Linked DNA regions of Mus musculus: regions 1, 2, 4, 5, 6 and 7 are each linked to region 3. A link is a contact called in public Hi-C and promoter capture Hi-C data. All regions are on one chromosome and are shown on one strand. The core of a region is the stretch at or near the end of the contact, and the rest is flanking DNA. Distances in the headings are between cores, read along the strand shown. Region 1 holds the start of Prtn3 (proteinase 3). Region 2 holds the start of Polr2e (polymerase (RNA) II (DNA directed) polypeptide E). Region 3 holds the start of Mrpl54 (mitochondrial ribosomal protein L54). Region 4 holds the start of Wdr18 (WD repeat domain 18). Region 5 holds the start of Hcn2 (hyperpolarization-activated, cyclic nucleotide-gated K+ 2). Region 6 holds the start of Med16 (mediator complex subunit 16). Region 7 holds the start of Cnn2 (calponin 2).

Region 1 (3,150 bases), core at 290-2,789, 1.4 Mb before region 3:
TTCCTTCCTTATTTATGAGCCACTGAGATGGCTCAGTGGGGAAAGGCGCTTGCTGCCAAACCTCAGGGTCTCTGTTCAGTTCTGGGGACTCACACAGTGGACGGAGAGAACTTACTCTTGACTGTTATCCTCCGACCCGCTGTGCAGACACGACACACATGCACACATGGAGAAGTTCGTTCATATAGGAATGAATGCATTAACTTTGTACTCCTGGGATGGAACTCAGGGCCTTATGCAGCCTAAGCAAGTGCTCAATACTTGGCTGTATCCCAGTGTTCTATGGGTTTAGACTATTTCATTTATTGATTTTTTTTTTTTTAGGTTTGAGACAGGGTTTCTGTGTAGCCCTGGCTGTCCAGGAACTCGCTCTGTAGACCAGGCTGGCCTCGAACTCACAAGAGCTCCTCTTGCCTCTGCCTCCTGAGTGCTGGGATTAAATGCGTGTGCCACCATTGCTGTGCTAGACTATTTTATAATAAATGAATATATTTGCTCTGTGATCCCAGCACAGAGGCAGGAGGATTGATGTTGGTTTGGGATTTAATAAACAGGGGTGGATGGGGAGGGAAAGGGCCAGATAGCTCAGTGGGTAAAGCACTATGGCAGAAGGGAGGGCTGCAGTTCCAGTCCCCAGAACCCGTGTCCACAGCGGAGACAGCCTCCTGTATTTCCGAGCATTTGTGTAAGGAGGCCCAGAAGAAGACAGGGACACCTCTCCCCCAACAAGCTAGAGAGCTGATTGACTGAAACCTTAGAGAGAGCCCCTGCCTCAATATAAGGTGGAGAGTCACTGAGGAAGATACCTTGTGTCAACCTCAGGCCACTCTATGCATGTGCATCCACACATGCCTATGCAGAAAGAAAGAAAGAAAGAAAGAAAGAAAGAAAGAAAGAAAGAAAGAAAGAAAGAAAGAGAGAGAGAGAGAGAGAAAGAAAGATTAAAAAATTTAAGATATATAAATTAAAAAGAAATAAAACACACACACAATATATATATTTATATGAAAAAAAACCAGTAAAGAGAAAAGAATAGGAAATTATCCCAGTGCAGAAGTGCATACTTGTCATCCGAGCGTGCAGGAGGCTGAGGCAGAAGGAACCTTGGATACGTGGTGAGTTCATGGCTAGCCAGGGTTACATGCAACCCTGTTTAAAATGAACACACATACACACACACACACACACACACACACACACACACACTACAACATTAGAGGAGAAATAATGAACTCCCAAAGTAAAATCTAGGCAGGTTATTAATGGGGAGGGTCATCGATGGGGGGTGTATCACAGGATCTGTGGATCATAGCTGAGTGGGTACTAAAGTGGCTTGTCCCAGGACCCTCAGCACGCTCTGGGTGGCAGAGGGCTTCCTGTGCCTCCAGAGAGACCCCCTGCGTCCTGCCCTACTGCAAACATTCCTGGGCCCCCAAACTGGAAGGAGGAAGTGGGACCCACAGCCCAGCCTTTAGCCACTGTTCAACGGCTCCCGGCAGAGCTGGGCTATAAGAGGGCCCCAGCAAGCAGGATGCCAGGAGCCTGGCCATGGCTGGAAGCTACCCATCCCCCAAGGGGATCCATCCCTTCCTGCTGCTTGCCCTGGTGGTTGGTGGTGAGTGTGTGTGTGGGTGGGGGGGTGGGGAGCTGTTCATTAACCAGCACCTTCCTAGAATAGCTGGGAAGGTCAGGGCATCCCCTGGTTAAATGCTTGGGAAGGAAAGAATGAGAGGGGGCATTGACTGCTTTCCTTCTGTTTTAGGGTTCTTTTTTAGACAGAGTCTTAAGTAGCCCAGGCTGGCCTTTGCTACATTATAGCAAATCAGCTTTGACCTCCTGGCCCTCATGCCTCATCTCAGTACTGGGGTAGCAAGCTCCCATGCTGTGTTTCTGTGGCACTGGATGTGGGACCTAGGGCTTTGTGCGTGTAAGCCACGACTCTACCCACTGAACCCAACACCAGCTTCAGCCCTTGATGGGTTCTTACTGTATGTGTGCCGCCCACGGACTCTCACTGCAGGGAGGAATTTCCAGGGAATCAGGAATTACCAGCCAAGCTGAATGGCGCACATCTTTAATCCCAGCAGTTGGGAGGCAGAGGCATGCAGATCTCGCTGAGTTCAAGGCCACCCTGGACCACAGTGTGAGACACTATCTCAAAACAAAATAATACGTGTAGACTCAAGTCAGCCCCCGACTCCTCCCCAGGCACAGGTCACTTTAAAACCATAGGTAGAACAGACTGTGGCTCTCATGGCTGGAACCCTTCAGGCTGCATTCCTGACACCTACTTCCCCTAGGCGCAGTCCAGGCCTCCAAGATTGTAGGTGGGCACGAGGCTCGGCCCCACTCTCGGCCTTATGTGGCATCCCTGCAGCTGAGCAGGTTCCCTGGGAGCCACTTCTGTGGTGGCACCCTGATCCACCCGAGATTCGTGCTGACAGCCGCCCACTGCCTGCAGGACATGTGAGTTCAGGAGACAGCGAGGGAGTGGCAGGTCTGAACTGACAGCAAAGCCCTGGATGGGTACCTCATAGTCTCTTCCCCTTCCAAAGGCTCCCTCTAGACCTGCCTCAGCTCTTCCCCATGCGTTCTCCAGGAGATTATTTCAACAGAGACTTTCTCTCACCTAGAATCCCCCAGTGAAGGGGATAGGGGAGTGGTTAGGGTAAATATCCCTTCTAGAATTCCCCAGGGAAGGGTCTGTGGGCACGGTCAGGGTAGAGTTCCTCCTACCTGCCTAGAATCCCCCAGTGAGCGACTAGGGGGCGTGGTTATGGTAGAGCCCCACCTGGATTCCTCCCAGAGGGCGTGGTCAGGGGTGGAGCACTTGGTAACGTGTTGAAGGATCGATCCGGGTTCCATCCCTTTCCCTACAACAAACAACATCCCACAACCTTCACTGCAGCTCCTGGCAGCTTGTGACAGTGGTGCTGGGTGCCCACGACCTGCTGAGCTCGGAGCCTGAGCAGCAGAAGTTCACCATCAGTCAGGTCTTCCAGAACAATTACAACCCCGAGGAGAACCTCAATGACGTGCTTCTCCTCCAGGTAGGTCGGGTTCTGGGGATCCATTGCTGCAGAAGACACGTAGGGAAAACCTACTGTGTGCCATGCTAGGACCATGGAGCCGTCATAGTGTGGGACCCGG
Region 2 (3,056 bases), core at 539-3,038, 1.2 Mb before region 3:
GCCCTCCATAGTTGTCCCGGAAGTCATTGTATAGACCAGGCTGGCCTCGACTGCCTGCCTCTGCCTCTCAAACACTGGGCTTACAGGCATATGCTACCATGCCCATCCCCGCACCCCCCAATTCTCACACTAAAAACCAGGTCCCGGGGCCACAAAGCATTAGGTATTAAAAGAGGCAAGCTGTCTGGGGAGACTGAATGTAGCTGCACAGGGAGGTCCTGGGCTCCCCAATAGCCTTCACTCCCACAAGACACCTGCGCTGCTGGCAGAAGCTGTAGAATACAGCACACAGGGGGTGTGGGGGTGGCATAGCTGGCCCTGGGACTCCCAGGCAGAAGCTATAGAATACAGCATATAGGAGCCAGGGGGTGGAGGGCTGAGAGCTGGTTCTGGGGCTTATGGGATGAAAACGACACCAGCAAAAGGGAGGCTTCCCAGGGGAGACAGGGACAAAAGCAGGCAGCTGCCACAATCTTACAGGCAGCGTTAGGCCAGAGTGGGACATGCATTCACTGGCACCTGAGCCAGGGCCTGGAGGAGACCACTCCTGCCAGCCCAAGGGCCTCACCTGGGAAGAACACAAACATCTGGTCTGTGGGGTCATCGTTGTGGGCCACCAGCACCGTGAGGTCTGTGCGCCTTGGCCGTCCTTCGCTGGGCTTGTCCCCAAACTGCGCCTTGAATTCCTCAAGTGTCTGGTCCAGTTCATCCTGGGTCACCAGGTAGCCACGGTCATGACACAGCTGCAGAGACAAGAGGCAAAGAGGCAGTCAGCCTGAGCACTTAGCTCGCAGACCTGACCCTGAATGGCCGAGGCTGGGGACTAACACTGAACTGATCCAGCAGTACCCAAACTCTGTATAGGCTCAGACCACAGCGGCCCGGCCAAGCCTCTCCTCCCCCCAACCTCAGTGGAGCAGGCTGGGATTAATCCCCTGGCAACTGTAGGCAACCTTCTGAATACAGGCACCTTCCTGTCCCCAGTCTTGAGTGTTCCTGATGAGGGAGACTAGAGCATCATCCAGGATCAGGGCTGAGGAACAGGCATGAGGTGGCCCTGGGCTCCACCAACACAGCATAAGTCAAAACTATGCATACCTCTTTATCTAATAATGGTGTCTCATGTGTTCAACTCAAAACAACCAAGAATTTTTTCTTTTATTCCCTTTTTCTTTTTCAAGACAGGGTTTCTCTGCGTGACTTTGTCTATTCTGGAAATCACTATGTAGATGAGGCTGACTTCTAATTTAAAGAGATTCGCTTGCTTCTGCCTCCAGAGTGCTGGGATTAAAGGCGTGTACCATCATACCGGCTTGTTCTGTTTTTAAAAATACTGTTTTTTCATCCTATGTGTGTCTGGAGTCCCCAGAGATCAGGACAGGGCGTCAGATCCCCTGGAACTGGGGTTACAGATGGTTGATAGCTTTCGTGTGGGCGGCTACCTAGCTCGCATAAAACCAAGTGTGACCACGCAGCAGCCCCCTCTCCCGAAACGGAGCCCACCCAGGCCTTTTCCCCTGAGGCAGAGTTAGGAGGTGGAAGCAGTAGGATTTCTAAGAGTTGAAGCCAGCGTGGGTGGGCTCCACACTTTAAACGGGGATGCATTCCAATCCAGGAGGATTGGCCCCTGCGGGAGGCGGGCCTCGGCGGACAACCCGCAGTTAGTCCGCAACTGAACGCTCGCTCGCATAAAGCTCCTCACGCTTGATCACCTGCATGATCGTCTTGCGGATCTTCCACAGCCGGTAGGTCTCCTCCTCGTCGTCCATGCTGTCGCGCTTCCCAAACAACTGTGCACGCGCGCTCGTGGAGCTGCCAGCACGGAGCCTGCGCCGGACGCACAAAATGCCCCCCGCCCCCCGGCAGTGCGCCTGCGCCAAGGGCTGGGAAGGCCCCCGCCCAGGTTCGTGCTGTCTAAGGTGAACGCCGGAATAAACCTACTTTCCACGACAGGCTGCGCGTTGGGCAGCCCCAGCCTTCACCGGGGCGGTGTCGCGCGTCGGGAAGATCTCGCGATACTTGACCTGATAACAGTTTTATTTCCCTCCCTTAGGCGTCTCCCGGGCTGTAGTCCACGCCTTTAATCCCCGTCCTCGGCAAGCAGATCTGTGAGTTCGAGGCCAGCCTGCTCTATAGCCAGGTCTACAGAGAAAACCCTGTCTCGAAAGAAAGCAAGAGACCAGTGATGAACAGCCAGGTTCATGTGCCTCAATTTCCCTTTTTATACAAGTTTTTATTAGTGTATCTGCACTTTACATGAGAAATCGGATGCAAGCACCCACATGAGGTGGCCCCCAGCCATTTGTAACTCCAGCTCCAGAGAGTCTGATGCCTCTGGCCTCCAAGGGCCACACTTACAGGTCTATACCCACATGCAGACACACAGATAAACATAGTTAAACGACTAAAAATCTAAAATGAAAACAATCGATGTGCGGGCATACACACAATGAACAAACAAGTGTGTATATGGTGGGCTAACTCGTGAAAAGTTTGAGAAGGTGGTGAGAAAATGAATCCTAGGGAAAGGGATTCCAGGGCTAAACCCTTCCAACTATACAATGGGAGTTCACAGGAACGCCCCTTTCTCCTTTTCTTTCTTTCTTATTTGTTTATTTATTTATTTATTTATTTATTACATGAAAGTACACTGTAGCTGTCTTCAGACACTCCAGAAGAGGGAGTCAGATCTCATTATGGGTGGTTATGAGCCACCATGTGGTTGCTGGGATTTGAACTTCGGACCTTCAGAAAAGCAGTCGGGTGCTCTTACCCACTGAGCCATCTCACCAGCCCTCTCCTTTTCTTTGGGGGAGTGTGCTGACTTGAAATTTGGTATAGAGACCAGGTCTCAACAGCGCAGAGAATGGCCTGCCTCTGCCTCTCAGTGTTGGGATTAAAGGCGTGTGCCACCAAGACTGGCAAGGTCTGTCCTTGGAAGTCCAGATGCCTCCATTCTGTCCTGATGTGCGTCTGACAGCTCATCTACAGATCATCACCAGTTCCTGCCTGAGAACTTAGGCTGATCCCAACTGGGAAAGACAAGTTTTTGCCAA
Region 3 (2,957 bases), core at 151-2,650:
TCACTGGCATCCAGAACCACCCATGACAAGGGTAGACGAGCACAGCAGGCCTCAGGGGGCTATCCTGGAGCCCCATGTTCCTGAAGGCTGGGTGTCAGGATTCCTATGCAGTGTGGTACACTCACCATGTGGGGTACTCGGAGTCTGCCTTCAGGGCCACATCCTGGCCTTCCTTGTAGATGTTGACCCCCATGGCATGTGTGGTGAGCTGAGTGGGGTCTGTGCACACCTCGGGGTCCTTCAGGGCCTCAGCGGCCACGCCGCCCTTGCCGCCCTTGCCAACTGCACAGTGAGAGAACGGGACACTTCAGCCTGCCCAGCTCTGCCCTCCTTCAACCCTCCTTTGTGTGGCCTCCAACAACCAACAGCCCCAGCTCTCTCCATGCATAACAGGGTCCCTTGTTATGGCACAGACCTGTCCCACTCCCGTGGGCCCTGAAGGCCCAGCCCATACTACACAACCCCTCTTCCATTCAGTGATGTTGACATGGTGGCACATGCCTGGCATCCCAGCATTCTGGAGCTGAGGCTGGGGAGTCATAAGACCCTGTCTCAAAAAAAAAAACAAAAAACCAATTCTGAGAAGAGAGAGATGGCTCGGTAACTCTAGGCCAACTTGGCAACATTTTTTTTTTTTTTTTTTGAAGACAGGGTATGTCATGATGTAGCTCTCCTGGAACAACACAAAAAAGTAAACACTAAAAATATTTTTGAGATGGGGTCTTCCTGGCAGGCCTGGAACTCACAGAGATCACTCTGCTTCTCTGCTGGGATTAAAGGTATCACGTTCGCCTCAAAGCGTAATTTTTAAATAATTTTAAATAATGATTATCACGGGTGTGTACACTGTCACAGTGCTTGTGGGATTGGTCATCTCCTTCCCTGCTTATGTGGGTCCTGGGGATCAAACTCAAGGCTTTCCAGGCAAGCACCTTGCACAATGAACCAACCTGCCCACCCACATTACTTTTTAAATTAAAATAATGACAATAACTTAGTTGATGTTGGTTATGTTTGGTGATTTACTCAAAGTTGAAGCGTGACACCCAGCCTGGTCCCGCCCTGTCCCACAAGGGCCGCGCCTGCGCACTGAGCGTAGAGGCTAGCGGCGCACCCGCAGGCCTCACTACGCTAGCACGCACCGTTTGGCCTCCGTAACGCTGCGCCTGCGCAGTCAATCCTCAGAACCCCACCTCCCCAGCAGCGCTCCGGCCGTACCCACTTTGGTTCCTTCGGAGCCAACTCACCTGGCTTTTTAGCATATTCCCGGATAGAGAATCCTCCAGGTCTTCTGAGGACCGGGAGCGCCCGGGGATGCCAGCGGGCCCACACCCGGGAAGCCCGGAGGAGATGGGCGGCCGCCATGACGCTGGCCGGCCGCTCGCACGTGCAGACTTCCGTGTTACGTCAGCCCTCCAGATCGGCTTTGGAGGTGTTGGAGGCGCCGCGGCCTTCTGGGAAATGTAGTCTTTAAAAAAAAATTTGCCCGACTAACGACTAATTTTAACTTCTGTAGCTATCGACCGTTCAAAGAATATTTCATTAAATTCTTGCCCCCAGTTCAAATGGTGATGGCACACCTTTAATCCCAGTACTCTGGAGATACAGGTAGGAGGATCTCTGAATTCAAGGTTAACCTTGGCTACTGCTTGAGTTCCAGGACAACCAAGGCTACACAAAGAAACCCTGCCTCAGACGATGATGACGACAACAACAACAAGTATTTAGATCTTTATTTACTTTAAATGTCACAGCAAAATCATGCTTATATCCCTTGTGGAATTTTTGAAAGCTTAAAAGTTAGGACAGTCAGTTGTGATGTGGAGGTGGAGGCAAGAGAATCAGGAGTTTGGGTCGATCTGTCCTACACAGCAAGTTTGAGGTCAGCCTTGGCTATATGAGATCTTGGCTTAAACATATGGGTAGCTGAGAATGATGGGAGTGATGAACCCCAGCTTAATCCCCACACTTGGGAGGCAGAGGTAGGTAGATGCCTGTGAGTTCCTGGCCAGCCTACTCTACATAGTGATACGTATGTGTTCTATTCACTAATAGAAAAAAGTGGGGTTTGGTGATTGGGGCTTCGTAGCAGAAATGGAGGCTGGATGCACACAGGAAGCTGAGGCAGGAGGATCAGGAGTTTGAAGCCAGCCTAGGCTACATGAGACTCTCAAGAATAAATAGACTAGTACTAGAATCTTCTAGACTCATTGCTAACAAACCTAACCAGGTGAACTCTTTTTAGATCACACAGTTAAGTTTAGGAATTATCATTGTCCCTAATCTATATGTAGGACCGTGATGCAAATTCCAGTGTCAACTCAAGTCTAGATTGTACCGTTATAGATCCTTACTGGGATACAAAGTGGAAGTCCGTCCTCAATAACTTCCATTCCCACTTTTCCTTTGCACTCCAAATTTTCAAGTCATGGCTCTCTTTACCATCCCTGGTTTCTGCCCATGTCCTACCTCAGCCGTTACACTCTGAAGTGATGCAGAACCCGATTTTAGAAAAGAAAAGCCAGTTTGAGCCTCGCCTCCGTTCTTGTAGTCTCGGGATTCGAACCTGAGCTCTACTATCTATACTGCAACACTGGCGAGTCCCCGGAAGGAGAGAGAGCGGACTCGAGGACTACATTTCCCAGCAGGCCGTTTGAGAGTGTGTATGCGCAATAGTCCTGGATGGTGCAGTGACCGATGATCCGGTTCCAAAGCTGGGATCCCAGAGAGCTGCTGACTCTTCTGGAAGGACGGGCGGACCGTCCGGACAATCCTGCCCGGGCCGGAGACACAGGTACTGCGGGCCGTGCGGGACTGGACAGGCTCCCGTGGGTGACCCAAGGGCAGTGTCTGAGTTCTGAGACTGAAATCTGAGTTCTGGGGACGGAGCCTGAGTTTCAAGGGTCAGAGCCTGAGTTCTAGGGGCTAGAGGCTGAGTTCTCAGGACCAGTGCCTGA
Region 4 (3,022 bases), core at 175-2,674, 1.3 Mb before region 3:
TTTGAAATTTATGGCTCAAAAGAGGAAAGGGCAAAGAAGCGGCAAATCCATAAAGGGCGTGGGTCGATTGGTAAGAGTTTAATCACCAATTCACCTCAGCCAGACATATTATCCTTGATGAGTATGTAGCCTGATTTTACATGCAGTAAGTCACTAACTTCATTTGGTCTAAATAAAGTATAAAGATCAGTGGTTTATATTTTTGCTATAAAACAAGGTTTAAAAAGTAAACCGGGGGCTGGTGAGATGGCTCAGTGGGTAAGAGCACCCGACGGCTCTTCCAAAGGTCTGGAGTTCAAATCCCAGCAACCATATAGTGGCTCACAACCATCTGTAACAAAATCTGACTCCCTCTTCTGGAGTGTCTGAAAACAGCTACAGTGTACTTACATATAATAAATAAATAAATCTTTAAAAAAAAAAAAGTAAACCGGTTTCAGAGGGAAAGCCAGGAAAGGGGACAATATTTGAAATGTAAATAAAGTAAATATCTGAAGAAGAAGAAGAAGAAGAAGGAGGAGGAGGAGGAGGAGGAGGAGGAGGAGGAGGAGGAGGAGGAGGAGAAGAAGAAGAAGAAGAAAAGAAGAAGAAGAAGAAGAAGAAGAAGAAGAAGAAGAAGAAGAAGAAGAAGAAGAAAGAAGAAGAAAAGAAGAAGAAGAAGAAGAAGAAAAGAAGAAGAAGAAAAGAAAGTAAATAAACCGGTCACCGGTGGTGGAGGCTCAAGGCCACCCAGCACATAAAGAGACACTGTCTCGAAAAGAAAGAAGGAAAGAAAGAAAAAAAGAAGGAAAGAAAGAAAAAGAAAACAAAAGAAAGAAAAAAAAAAGACAAACCCAGCAAACAGGTAGCAAAAATACCTTCCACTACACAGAGGTAATACAGTGCTGACCGGCCAGGGACTCCCCAGTCTTCTACGCATGTGCAGGAATCCAGTTTTGTTTTGTTTTGTTTTGTTTTGTTTTGTTTTGTTTTGTTTTGTTTTGTTTTGTTTTGTTTTGTTTTGTTTTGTTTTGTTTTGTTTTGTTTTGTTTTGTTTTGTTTTGTTTTGTTTTGTTTTGCCCCGCCCCGCCCCGCCCCGCCCCGCCCCGCCCCCGAAGAAGCTCCTGGTGTTCTTTAACCTGCTTGGCTGGGTCTAGCATTACGCCTTTCGCGCACTGGCTTGTACGCATGTGCAGGTCGTCTGGCTACGCCCTCTCACCTGCTGCTAGCTCCGCCCCAGAGCCGCGAACTTTTTACGCATGCGCACGTTAGGGCTCCTGGAACCCGTAAAGCACCAGGCAATCAACAGCCTCCTCGGCTTGGTGAAGCTACCGCGCATGCGTAGACTTTCCAGTTTGGCCTCTAGGAGGCGCTATGGCCGTTCTAGTCGGCCAGGAGCCATCTTAACAGTCTCTCTAAGGATGATGGGATTCAGGGGCGGGACTGGCAGAGCAAGATGGCGGCGCCCATGGAAGTGGTGGTGTGTACTGACGCCGCGGCACAGCTCTGGAGCTGCGTGGTGTGGGAGCTTCATTCGGGCGCCAACCTGCTCACCTACCGAGGCGGCCAAGCGGGGCCGCGAGGCCTGGCGCTACTCAATGGCGAGTACCTGCTGGCGGCGCAGCAGGGCAAGAACTACATCTGCGCCTGGGAGCTGCAGCGTAAGGTGTGGGGCCTCAGCGTCCGCGGGGCAGCCGAGAGTCCTGGGGCGCCGCCAGGGTTGGGGTCCCGGCGACCCTGGGGTGGCTGCGTGACAGGGCGTACTCGGAGGCCGAGGGGTTTTCTCCTAGGGAGATGGCGCCAACGCACGCGTGCTCAGATGAAGATCGATGGCGAATCCGCTTTTGCACGCTTGTAGTGTTAGGGACGCCAATTTTGATGCAGAAGGGAAAATGGGGTCCGTTAGAGGTCATGCTTTTGGACAGCATGGCAGATCAGAGATCTTGAGGAGCCGCAGGAAGACAGAGACCGACGGCCCGTCCTTTTGTTACCCTCGTAAAGAGTCGCAGATCTTCATAGTCAGGACTGACTGAGGCCTGGGGTTACTGGTTCTGATGTTTCTGGAACACAGAGCTTCCTTCTTGTCCGCTGGGATCCCTACTGCTGAGCCCTGACCCTGCCCTTCACTGGGAGGTTCTAGGCAGTGGTTCTAACCCTGAGCCGCACCGACAACCCCTCACTTGAGCAGTCTGTCTCCCCAACCCCCTTACTCTTGCTCTCTGTACTAAAAACTTTAACCTTCCATTGCCTCCGTTCTGATACTCACATAGTTTGTCTTGTATCCTGTGTCCCTAGGATCAGCTCCAACAGAAAATCATGTGTCCTGGGCCTGTCACCTGTCTGACCACAGCACCTAATGGCTTGTATGTCCTGGCAGGAATTGCAGAGAGCATCTACCTGTGGGAGGTGAGAACAGCTTGTCACACGTATGTGTCACTTGGGAATGCTAGAGAGTAAAACTGGTTGGTGTCCAGTTTTACCTGAGGTAGGCAGGTGGTCTTGGAGATCTTACCCATGACTTCTGAAAACAAAAATGTGGCCATGTCTATAGGGTCCTCATTTGTGACTGAGATACAGGACAGTGTTCAACCTGCTGGTGGCTCTAGTGCTGTCGTGAGCAACCAGGAAAGAAACTTAGAAAAGGGCAGTGACCAGAATTAGTACAGAGGAGGAGGAGGCAGGAACCAGAAGCAGTGCAGAGGAGGAGGAAAGCATTTATTTACACTTGTGGTTTATATGAGGGAAGTCAGCGCAGGAAGCAGAAAGTCAGTTAACATCCATAGTCAGCAGCAAAGAGAAATGCTCCCGTGATTGACTACACTTGTTGCTCTTGCAGAGGACCTGGGTTCAATTCCCAGCACCCACAGAATGGCTCACAGCCATCCATAACTTCAGTTCTAGAGAACTTGACACCTCTTTTGATCTCAGTAGGCACCAGACTGCCCACTGCATGCACATACAGGCACGCAGGCAAAATACTCATAAAGGAAATAAACCTGAAAAAAGAAAGAAAAACTGTCTACTGAATGAGAGAGCTGGCTCA
Region 5 (2,926 bases), core at 22-2,521, 1.6 Mb before region 3:
CACTGGACACCTACTGTGAGCAGACAGAAGTCATAGCCCCATTCTTGAGACACTCAACCAATAGCTAAATATGAGGTCAGGCCAGAAACAGTGAAGGCTGTAGGGACCTTGATGACCCATAAAGGGCTGGAAGGGTCCAAGAGAAGTTAAGAGGGACCCAGAAGATCTAAAAGGGTCTAGAAAGGGTCCAGAAGCATCCAGGGGAGTTTGTAAAAGGTCAGAAGGATTTAAGTGAACTTAGGGTCCAGGGAAATAAGGGAGAATCTAAGGATGCCCAGAGGGGACATAAGAAGGTCCCAAGAGTCTCCTGAATGAGAACTTTCTTCCCACCAGTTCACAGCTATTCTTCCCCTGTATTTCCTCCCTTCTCCCCAACATCCTGTCATAAAATCCTCTCCACTCTTTGGTGAAGAAGGGTGGGAATTTAGAGTCAGAACTAGTGTCACCTGGCTCCAGCCTCAGGCCACAGCCTTAGGACCCCCAGGAGCCAATGTCTCCCCGGACCTGGGGTAAAGTGTGGAATGTAACTGATGCCTGAGTCAAGGTGGCAGAGAGTAGGGGTCGGGTATATGTACAGAGGCAGAAGTTGAACCAGGATCCCCTGGAGACCGCTAAGGACTACCTAACCTGGGATCCTCACTTTTTAAGGGAGAAGTCGCCAGAAGCCACAGGAGTCTTGCTACTGTTTTTGTTGCCTGACCATGCCTCAGTTTCCCCACAAGTAGGGCTTGGAGATGGGCTGAGATTAGAACCCAGAATGATCTCAGCCCTTCTCACAAATATTCATAGGTTTCTGCCTTGGAGGCGGTGAAAGCGACAGAGCCAGAGATATGGTAGCCTCCGGGAACACACTTTTATTATGGAATCTGCCACCTTGAACCGAGAAAGGAGTTGGCACCCGAGGGGTGAGCGTCAGCGGTTGCCCCGCCCGCGGTGTCCTCGAGATCGCGGAGGAACCCCAGAGTGGACCAGGGCTTGGTCTGCATCGTGCGTCAAGGCAGGGGCCCGCCGGCTGGGCTCTGTGACCTTGGGTTCGTCCTTGGCCTCAGTTTCCCCCTGGGGAACCGAGCCTGAGCGCATCTCCAAGGTCTCAAGGGGCTGACTGACCTTGAGCCTGCTTGCTGGCCAGAGCCTCAGTTTCCCCATCCATCCCTGTGTGGGGTGAGGGTGGTTCAGGTGGAGGCGGGGCTCCCGCCCCCGCCCCTCCCCCGCAAGCAGAGGCTCCACCCCCGGCTCCGCCCTCCCTCGGGCTCGGCCGGCGGCGGCGGCGGCCGCTCCGCTCCGCACTGCCCGGCGCCGCCTCGCCATGGATGCGCGCGGGGGCGGCGGGCGGCCGGGCGATAGTCCGGGCACGACCCCTGCGCCGGGGCCGCCGCCACCGCCGCCGCCGCCCGCGCCCCCTCAGCCTCAGCCACCACCCGCGCCACCCCCGAACCCCACGACCCCCTCGCACCCGGAGTCGGCGGACGAGCCCGGCCCGCGCGCCCGGCTCTGCAGCCGCGACAGCGCCTGCACCCCTGGCGCGGCCAAGGGCGGCGCGAATGGCGAGTGCGGGCGCGGGGAGCCGCAGTGCAGCCCCGAGGGCCCCGCGCGCGGCCCCAAGGTTTCGTTCTCATGCCGCGGGGCGGCCTCCGGGCCCTCGGCGGCCGAGGAGGCGGGCAGCGAGGAGGCGGGCCCGGCGGGTGAGCCGCGCGGCAGCCAGGCTAGCTTCCTGCAGCGCCAATTCGGGGCGCTTCTGCAGCCCGGCGTCAACAAGTTCTCCCTGCGGATGTTCGGCAGCCAGAAGGCCGTGGAGCGCGAGCAGGAACGCGTGAAGTCGGCGGGGGCCTGGATCATCCACCCCTACAGCGACTTCAGGTGCCGCCTCCGGGAGGGGCCCGTCCTTGGCGCGCCCGGGAGAGGGCGGGGCGCCACGTCCCGGATGGTGACCTCGGGGTGGTGGCAGTTCGAGTCACCGGGCCGAGGATGGGGGGTAGTCCCCTCGCGGTGACCTCGGGCTCGACCCGGACCCACCCCCGAGGGACCCTGGTGTGCAGAGGGTCCGCCCTTTTGGAGGCCTGGAGTGAGGGGGTCCTTGGCGCTCCCCCTCCCGCGCGCCCTAGTTGCAGTGGGCGAGAACCGCGGCCTCAGGGCCAGGGTCTGAGCGCATAGGGGTGGAGAGGACGAATAGAGGGGAACGTGGGTGCCCGTAGGCCGCGGAGCAGAAATGAGGGTGGAAAGATGGGTAGAAAGGAGAAAGGAAGAAAAAGGAGGAGGAAGGAAAAGAAGGGAAGGAAAGAAGGAAGAAATAAGGAAGGACGCATGGGAAAGGACGCGCTCGGGAGGCCTCGGGGAGGGCGTTATTAAGCGGGCGCCTCGCGTTCCCACGGTCTCCACTTGCGCCCGGGGCGGGCGCGTTCCGAGTACCCACACATCCCGGGTGTGTGGCTACGGACGTGGCCTGAGTTGGCTGCTGCGTGCAGCGAAAGAAGCTGGCGTAGGGCCATGACCCGAGTGTTTGCGTCTGTCTCTCCTTTCCGAGCGAGCTTGTGATGTGATGCCCGAGAGGGTCCTGGGGAGGCGTGTTTCGGTGGATCAAGGGGAGGCGTGTCCCTAGAGGTGTGGCTGGTGGGTCTCTAGAAGTACCTGTTGGGATGCTAGCTGTGCGCGCGCGTGTGTCCCGAGTGGGTGTACACTCGAGGGCCATAGGGAGAGCTGCGTGCAAGGGATGCAGGCTAATGACCCTATCTGCGGTGACAGTTAGGGTGCAGATTTGAAGACAGGATGCTTCCCTATCCCGAAAACTGTAGCTTGAAGTTTCAGGACCACGGACAGCTCCAGGACCTGTGGCGGCTCCTGCTTGTCCCTTCTCCAGTGCTTGATAATTGAGCAAATAGAGGCCCACGAACAACCTCCCTGAGACCAGAATGCCACCTTTACCAGGAAC
Region 6 (3,122 bases), core at 18-2,517, 1.4 Mb before region 3:
GGCAGTGCTCTATAGCAGCTCCCAGCTAAAGGGTGTCTAGAATGTTCTCCAGCGAGAGCCCTGCTATAAAATCCATGATGCCCCGCCTGGGGTCACTCCTCCCTAGGCAACCCAGATCAGCCTGAGCTCAGCCTACAAACGCTAAGCACCCTCCACACACACAACCGGGCCCACCCCTACCACTTCAGTCTGGGCCTCAGTCTACACTCTAGTTCAGTCTCCAAGCCTTGCCTGGGACCTAGTAGCTTAGACCCCGCAGCAGCCCATGCCACACAATACTCTCAACAAGTTAACATCCAAGGCTCAAATTCTGAGCCTTTTTTTGTTTTTTTTTTTTTGAGACAGGGTTTCTCTGTGTAGCCCTGGCTCTCCTGGAACTCACTCTGTAGACCAGGCTGGCCTCGAACTCTGAAATCCGCCTGCCTCTGCCTCCCAAGTGCTGGGATTAAAGGCGTGCGCCTGGCAAAAAGCCTGAGTCTTTTTTTTTTTCTTTTTGGTTTTTCGAGACAGGGTTTCTCTGTATAGCTCTGGCTGTCCTGGAACTCACGTTGTAGACCAGGCTGGCCTCGAACTCAGAAATCCGCAGCCTCTGCCTCCCAAATGCTGGGATTAAAGGCGTGAACCACCACACCCGGCTAAATCCTGAGTCTTAACACACACACCTCCACCACCTCCCGCCCAAGCTCGTTAAGCTCCACCCACATTGTCTAATCACCCTAGGCTCCGCCTCCAAACCAAACTGGTAAATTCAGCCTCAGTTTCTGCTCAGCTTGTGACTACTAGGTCACCTCTCTGCATCGATCTCAGATCTTTAGCACCCCCAACCCCGGCCCACCTTAGACTCCGCTCCCTAGGCCACATCCCTCTCTATCAGTCTTATTTCTTCAGACTCTGCCCCTCCATCCAACTTCTGAACTCAGGCCACGCCCCTCCCAGGGAGGCTCAGCCCCTCGGACCACGCCCCCTCCTCAACCCCGTCGCCTTAGGCTCCCCCTATTCACATCCCTCCCACAACGGCCTCTACCCAGCAAGCTTTGTTCCCAGGCCCGCCCTCTGACCCCGCAAGCCCCGCCCCTCGGCCTTCCGCTCGCGGTTTTAGCCTGAAACGCACCAGCCACGAGTCCCGTACCCCGCACGCCGTACTAACCTGTCCGCCCCGGGCGCCCAGTCGGCCCGGCGGCCGCGGTCCACACTCGCCCCAACGCCCGGGATCCGACGCCGCCATCTCTAGGCCCGCGCCGGCCCCCTCGCACAGACTTGTGGGAGAAGCTCGGCTACTCCCCTGCCCCGGTTAATTTGCATATAATATTTCCTAGTAACTATAGAGGCTTAATGTGCGATAAAAGACAGATAATCTGTTCTTTTTAATACTAGCTACATTTTACATGATAGGCTTGGATTTCTATAAGAGATACAAATACTAAATTATTATTTTAAAAAACAGCACAAAAGGAAACTCACCCTAACTGTAAAGTAATTGTGTGTTTTGAGACTATAAATATCCCTTGGAGAAAAGCCTTGTTTGTGCTCGCTTCGGCAGCACATATACTAAAATTGGAACGATACAGAGAAGATTAGCATGGCCCCTGCGCAAGGATGACACGCAAATTCGTGAAGCGTTCCATATTTTGTTCCTCAGAGGAACTGACAAGCACCCTAACATCCTATTGGAGGCTCACTCACGTTTTTTCTATTTTGTTTCTTGACAGCAGAGCTCGTTGCTCACTGTATAGCTCAGGTTGGCCTGACACTGATGAGGTTCTCCAGTGACTGCCTCTACCTACCTACTGGGATGACAGAGGTGTACCACCAAGCCACGGGCTCCTGTGTGAGTGTGTGTGTGTGTGTATAAGTGTGCCTTCCACAGTGCACGTAAGAGGACAAGGAGTTGGTTCTTGCTCTCAGATCATCAAGCTTGGCGGCAAGCACCTTAACGTGCTTAACCATTTTGCTGGCCCTCAAGTGACTGTTGTTTGAGGCAGGGTCTCACTGTATGGCCCTGGCTATGTAGACTAGCTGGCCTTGAACTCACAGAGATCCATCAGCCTCTGGCTCCTGAGTGCTAGGATTCAGAGGTGTCCAACAATGAGACCTGTCTACCACATGGCCCAGGCTGGCCTCAAAATCACTTGTCACTGGTCACCATGTGGTTTAAATGGTGCTGGGGATGGAACCCAGGGCTTTGAGCATGCTAACCAATTGCTTTCCCCATCGAACCCCAACCTGGCACCTCATCTTTAAGCATTTTACATGTTGTAAAATGAACTAATGTTATAGAGACTTTGAGGTTCCCCCGTGTCCAGCTTGCTAGCTCGTGCCCTCAGTGATCTCCCAGTCTCACCCACCCCCACCAAACCTAAAGACAAACACGGGGACAGGACTCGAGCACCAAGGCTTTATTAAAATCGTCCCTTTCCCCCAAGCTCAAAGAATCACACAGAAGGGGAAGGGAAGGAGGGCCAGGCCTGCTGAACATATAAGACCTCTGCAGTGACCACAGCTATGCTGAGCAGCAGAGGGGACAGGGGAGGGGACAGGGAACACAAGGTCAGAGGCTTCTGGCTGGAAGTCCTGGACCCCTGGCATAAGGAGAGGGGAGAAGGAGGAGGAGAGGACAGTCTGAAAGGCAGGCAGGGCCTAGGGAGCTGGGGACAAGATACACACATCACCAAAAAAAAAAAAAAAAAAAAGCATAAAATGAGCCCTTGAGACAATGCTTGTCCAGGTTCATGGCACATGGCGTGCATACATGTGCGCCACACACACACACACAGACAGACAGACAGACAGACAGACAGACACACACACACACACACACACACACACAAGAAAGTGTCCTGGGGAGGTCTGCAGAGTCCTAGAGAGAGGACCAGCCACCCTCATCAGAGCTGAAACATGGAGGGTCAGGCAGGGGTCACAACAGAGCCCACTACCGGCTGGCGCTAGGTGTTTTGGTTGTGCCTCCCCACTTCAAAAGAGAAATTAAAAGAAATCTACCCCAAAACATGCCAAGTTCATTAAAACTGATTAGGAGAGGAAAAAAGGTAACAGTCTGCTACTCCTTGCCTGAGCTTCTGTCTCAAAGAAAGCTAAACAGACAAAACACAGGGAAACGCCCCGGG
Region 7 (3,236 bases), core at 128-2,627, 1.3 Mb before region 3:
CCTGAAGCTGGAGTCACAGAAGGCTGTGAACACTGGGGGTGTGTGTGAGGGCTGTGTATGTGGATACAGGTGCGCTGCAGATGGAGAAGAAAGGAGGCGAGGAGGGTGGGCTGGGGAGATGGCTCAGGTCTGGGGAAATAGCTGCTCTTGCAGAGAACCTGGTTGTGGCACCTGCAGTTGCTGTCTCAGTGCTCAGCACAGTGGCCTGGATGCCCTGATACCCTGCTAAGCCTGTGTGCACCCCACACAGCATGGCCGCTCTTGACAAGTGCTTTCTTTAACTATTCCAAAAAGGTCTTCAGTGTCCCGACACCTGGGGCTTCCTGCCTGGTCACAGGAACCTGTGTTGTCCACAGTTTGGGACCATCTGGAGTCCGGTGCTCCACTGTACAAATTCAAAAACTCCAGCAGAGCCCAGAGAGGAAGGATTTGTCTAAATCACAGAAACCCAGAGAGGTGGGAAGAAAGCCACCCTTTAGAAGTATCCAACCACTGGGCGTGGTGGCGCACGCCTTTAATCCCAGCACTTGGGAGGCAGAGGCAGGTGAATTTCTGAGTTCGAGGCCAGCCTGATCTACAGAGTGAGTTCCAGAGAAATCCTGTCTCGAAAAAACTATGCTTCCGTCCTATGGCCAAGGCCTCTCTGTCAAGCCCTGAGACTCCCAGCATCTGTCTGCCTGTGTTCCGTGGGGCAGGACCAGCCCCTCAGGAATCAACTTGATCCATCTACAGACTCAGGTTGAGCTCAGGCACTTACTGAAAGGATATCATCCTCAGCCACTCCACCCTCACACAGTCAGCCAGCAACCCTCAGCCCTTCTGGGAGCCCCACCCCGACCTCCAACCGATCGCCTTCTCCCACCCTCCATATTTTGCACTTGGTGTTCTAGCAGAAAGCCTTTTCCCTTTGGACTGAAAAACTCATCCATCAGTGCTCCAGCTCCCGAGGCCTCCTTCTCTGAGAAGCTCCCCTCGAGAATCCTGTCTATGCCGCCCCTGCCCCTTCCCACTGAGATGTTTGGAGAGGGAGCAAGATTCTGGTAAGTGCCGGTAGTGGCAGAGAAGGTTTCTAGCCAGATTTTAGGATTTAGGGTCCCACCGAACAGTTTTCTGTCTCTCACTATGATACAGGAGGAGTAAACTGACTTCTGGCCCAGGTCGGAAGCCCACGCCCTTCGCTGCCTCAGTTTCCCGCAACTACAAACGGGACGGCGGGCCCCTCCTGATCGGCCGGGATGCTAGGGTGGCTCCGGCGGGCGGGGGTCCCGGCGGCCGAGGGGGGCTCAGGAAGTCGCGGCCACAGGAATTCGGCGCTTCCACGCCTTATAAGGACATTTGCTCTGCCAGCCAATCGGCGGCGGGGGCGGCGCTCAGCCCCGTCCCGGGCCGTCCGCCCGCAGCCCGACCCTCTGCCGGTCCCGCTGGTCCTCCTGTCCCGCTCCGGGGTCCCGCGCCATGAGCTCCACGCAGTTCAACAAGGGCCCGTCCTACGGGCTCTCGGCCGAGGTCAAGAACCGGGTGAGTGGGTTGCGGGGCTTGCCAGCCTCGAACGCACGACCAATGGGAGCGGGGCTCGCCAGCCTCGAACGCGCGACCGATGCATGAGCCGGGACAGCTGGGCTTTGCTTTACCCTGATATCCGGAGGGTCTGGGGTGCTGTGGGAAGCTGTGGCGTCTGGGAGGCTGGGGACCCATTTTATCCGCATCCTGAATGTCACCTCCAGCCCCGCCCCTGGACCTCTCAGTCCCCGGCGCCCCGGGCTTCCTGCACTCTGTGCCCCTTGCAGGATGTAAGAAAGTTAAGGTCCGGGAGAGAGAAAGCGAGCACACGAGCGATCCGGGCGTCTGAGAGTGCCCCCTGAGGCCCCATCTTCATTACCTGTCGAAACTTCCGTTTCATCTAAGCCACTTAAGTTGGGGACAGGGAAGGGGGCGGGGCCGGTGGCCTTCTTAACAGGGTGTGGTCCGTTCCAGGACTCCCACACACACCTGGGAAAGGGCTCACTGAGAGGAACCGCAAATGCAGGAGAACACTGAAGTCACCAGTTTCGGAGGGACATCTGGGGAGCCATACAGCAAGGTGTCCTGAGCTGATGAGGGAGACACTGATCCCAGACTTAGGGGGCTCAGGCCTGACATCCTGAAACCTTCTAGATAGATCCGCCAACCACACGCACACACCTGGCACCTGGGAATGCAAGTTTCACAGTCAGCTAAAGCCAAGCAACCTGCCTAGGCACGCTGAAGCTACCAGTCGGACCCACCTCCGACTGGCACCTGCCAGGTCCCTACAAGTGACACGAGAGGCATACCTACCTCATGCCACCCATGTGCTATCCTCAGCCTGCTAGAGACAAGTTGCTATTTCACTTCCCACCCTGGGCTCAGAGAGGTTGCTCTAGCTCCCCAGAGACACACAGCATTCTGACGACCCTGCCCAATTCTTCCTGGACAGACTGGACATCTCCCTGGAACAGAGAAAGTGAAAGAAAGAGTCAGGACAGCCCTAAGGATAGAGTTTTAGGAGCTGGGTGGGGCCAGGGACAGGTCAGCACTTGCTCAGGGGATGAGCTCTCAGATCCCCTCCAACTGTGGAGCTGGGAAGTGGACCCCCCCCCCCCAGTAGCCTGCAGGGGTCACAGAAGGGTTGCATCGTCCACTGGGAGGGGGGATCCGGAGACTTTTCTGCCTGACCTATGTGCCTCAGTTTACCCCCCTAGCTGGCCCATATCCCGTGGGACTTTGTTCGGTCCAGTTGAGGAGCCTGGCCACTGGGGAACAGCTGGTCTTGATTTAGACCCGGGAGGCCACCGCATTCCTGGTAGTTTGTGGCCTGCGGGCAGGAATGCGCTGAAGGGCAGTGGGGAGGGAGGTGGCCGCAGCGGGCGGGACTGAGCCCCTGCCCTCCTCCTTGGTCCTCAGAGTGGCTAGGGACGTGGCACAGCTGGACCAGGCATGCTTGGCGTCCCTGGCCGACCCCTGTTCCCCTCTGGGCTGTCCTTGCTTTTTCCTGTGGGAACAGCTGCCCCGACTGCCCCTGCACCCAGCTAATCCCACTTCGAAGGATTTTAAAAGACAGGAAGGGGAGAGGGAGCGCCTGACAGCGAACTCTTACACAAACCAGTCCATATAGGAAACTGCCGGGCATGGTGGCGCACGCCTTTAATCCCAGCACTCGGGAGGCAGAGGCAGGCAGTTTTCTGAGTCGTAGGCTAGTGGTCTACAAAGTGAGCTCC

The links. A called contact is a pair of places that touch in the nucleus more often than the background predicts. Capture Hi-C pulls out chosen DNA fragments and counts their contacts.
Region 1: a contact with region 3 is called in a promoter capture Hi-C map of liver, with 2.8 times the contacts expected there. The contact joins the promoter of Prtn3 here to the promoter of Mrpl54 in region 3. A contact is called at or near these places in 1 of 39 promoter capture datasets (liver), 1 of 115 datasets of contacts at active chromatin or transcription factors (embryonic forebrain) and 2 of 9 other capture datasets (adipose tissue and liver).
Region 2: a Hi-C map of B cells shows a contact between it and region 3, with 6 read pairs. The contact joins the promoter of Polr2e here to the promoter of Mrpl54 in region 3. A contact is called at or near these places in 2 of 39 promoter capture datasets (cranial neural crest and frontonasal cranial neural crest), 1 of 484 Hi-C or Micro-C datasets (B cells) and 2 of 9 other capture datasets (adipose tissue and liver).
Region 4: a promoter capture Hi-C map of pancreatic islet shows a contact between it and region 3, with 3 times the contacts expected there. The contact joins the promoter of Wdr18 here to the promoter of Mrpl54 in region 3. A contact is called at or near these places in 1 of 39 promoter capture datasets (embryonic stem cells) and 2 of 9 other capture datasets (liver and pancreatic islet).
Region 5: a promoter capture Hi-C map of adipose tissue shows a contact between it and region 3, with 2.6 times the contacts expected there. The contact joins the promoter of Hcn2 here to the promoter of Mrpl54 in region 3. A contact is called at or near these places in 2 of 39 promoter capture datasets (embryonic stem cells and liver) and 2 of 9 other capture datasets (adipose tissue and liver).
Region 6: a promoter capture Hi-C map of adipose tissue shows a contact between it and region 3, with 3 times the contacts expected there. The contact joins the promoter of Med16 here to the promoter of Mrpl54 in region 3. A contact is called at or near these places in 1 of 39 promoter capture datasets (liver), 1 of 115 datasets of contacts at active chromatin or transcription factors (pancreatic cancer cells) and 2 of 9 other capture datasets (adipose tissue and liver).
Region 7: a promoter capture Hi-C map of liver shows a contact between it and region 3, with 3 times the contacts expected there. The contact joins the promoter of Cnn2 here to the promoter of Mrpl54 in region 3. A contact is called at or near these places in 3 of 39 promoter capture datasets (cranial neural crest, embryonic stem cells and liver), 1 of 484 Hi-C or Micro-C datasets (muscle stem cells) and 2 of 9 other capture datasets (adipose tissue and liver).

The regions. Positions count from the first base shown.
Region 1 is chr10:79,878,128-79,881,277 of GRCm38.p6, forward strand. It overlaps Prtn3 (proteinase 3), which reads left to right and starts at 1,540. Exons shown (of 5, transcript NM_011178.2): 1 at 1,540-1,615; 2 at 2,301-2,466; 3 at 2,909-3,050. The coding sequence starts at 1,549.
Region 2 is chr10:80,037,871-80,040,926 of GRCm38.p6, forward strand. It overlaps Polr2e (polymerase (RNA) II (DNA directed) polypeptide E), which reads right to left and starts at 1,789. Exons shown (of 7, transcript NM_025554.2): 1 at 1,713-1,789; 2 at 569-743. The coding sequence starts at 1,769.
Region 3 is chr10:81,265,526-81,268,482 of GRCm38.p6, forward strand. Mrpl54 (mitochondrial ribosomal protein L54) reads right to left here and starts at 1,401. Exons shown (of 3, transcript NM_025317.2): 1 at 1,248-1,401; 2 at 126-282. The coding sequence starts at 1,365. Apba3 (amyloid beta (A4) precursor protein-binding, family A, member 3) reads left to right here and starts at 2,647. Exons shown (of 11, transcript NM_018758.2): 1 at 2,647-2,794.
Region 4 is chr10:79,958,728-79,961,749 of GRCm38.p6, forward strand. It overlaps Wdr18 (WD repeat domain 18), which reads left to right and starts at 1,425. Exons shown (of 10, transcript NM_175450.4): 1 at 1,425-1,645; 2 at 2,275-2,385. The coding sequence starts at 1,436.
Region 5 is chr10:79,715,363-79,718,288 of GRCm38.p6, forward strand. Hcn2 (hyperpolarization-activated, cyclic nucleotide-gated K+ 2) reads left to right here and starts at 1,272. Exons shown (of 8, transcript NM_008226.2): 1 at 1,272-1,857. The coding sequence starts at 1,307.
Region 6 is chr10:79,907,671-79,910,792 of GRCm38.p6, forward strand. It overlaps Med16 (mediator complex subunit 16), which reads right to left and starts at 1,268. Exons shown (of 15, transcript NM_198107.2): 1 at 1,148-1,268. The coding sequence starts at 1,225. It overlaps R3hdm4 (R3H domain containing 4), which reads right to left. Exons shown (of 8, transcript NM_177994.5): 8 at 2,382-3,122. It overlaps Gm24019 (a small nuclear RNA gene), which reads left to right and starts at 1,525; the gene lies at 1,525-1,631.
Region 7 is chr10:79,987,223-79,990,458 of GRCm38.p6, forward strand. It overlaps Cnn2 (calponin 2), which reads left to right and starts at 1,378. Exons shown (of 7, transcript NM_007725.2): 1 at 1,378-1,518. The coding sequence starts at 1,456.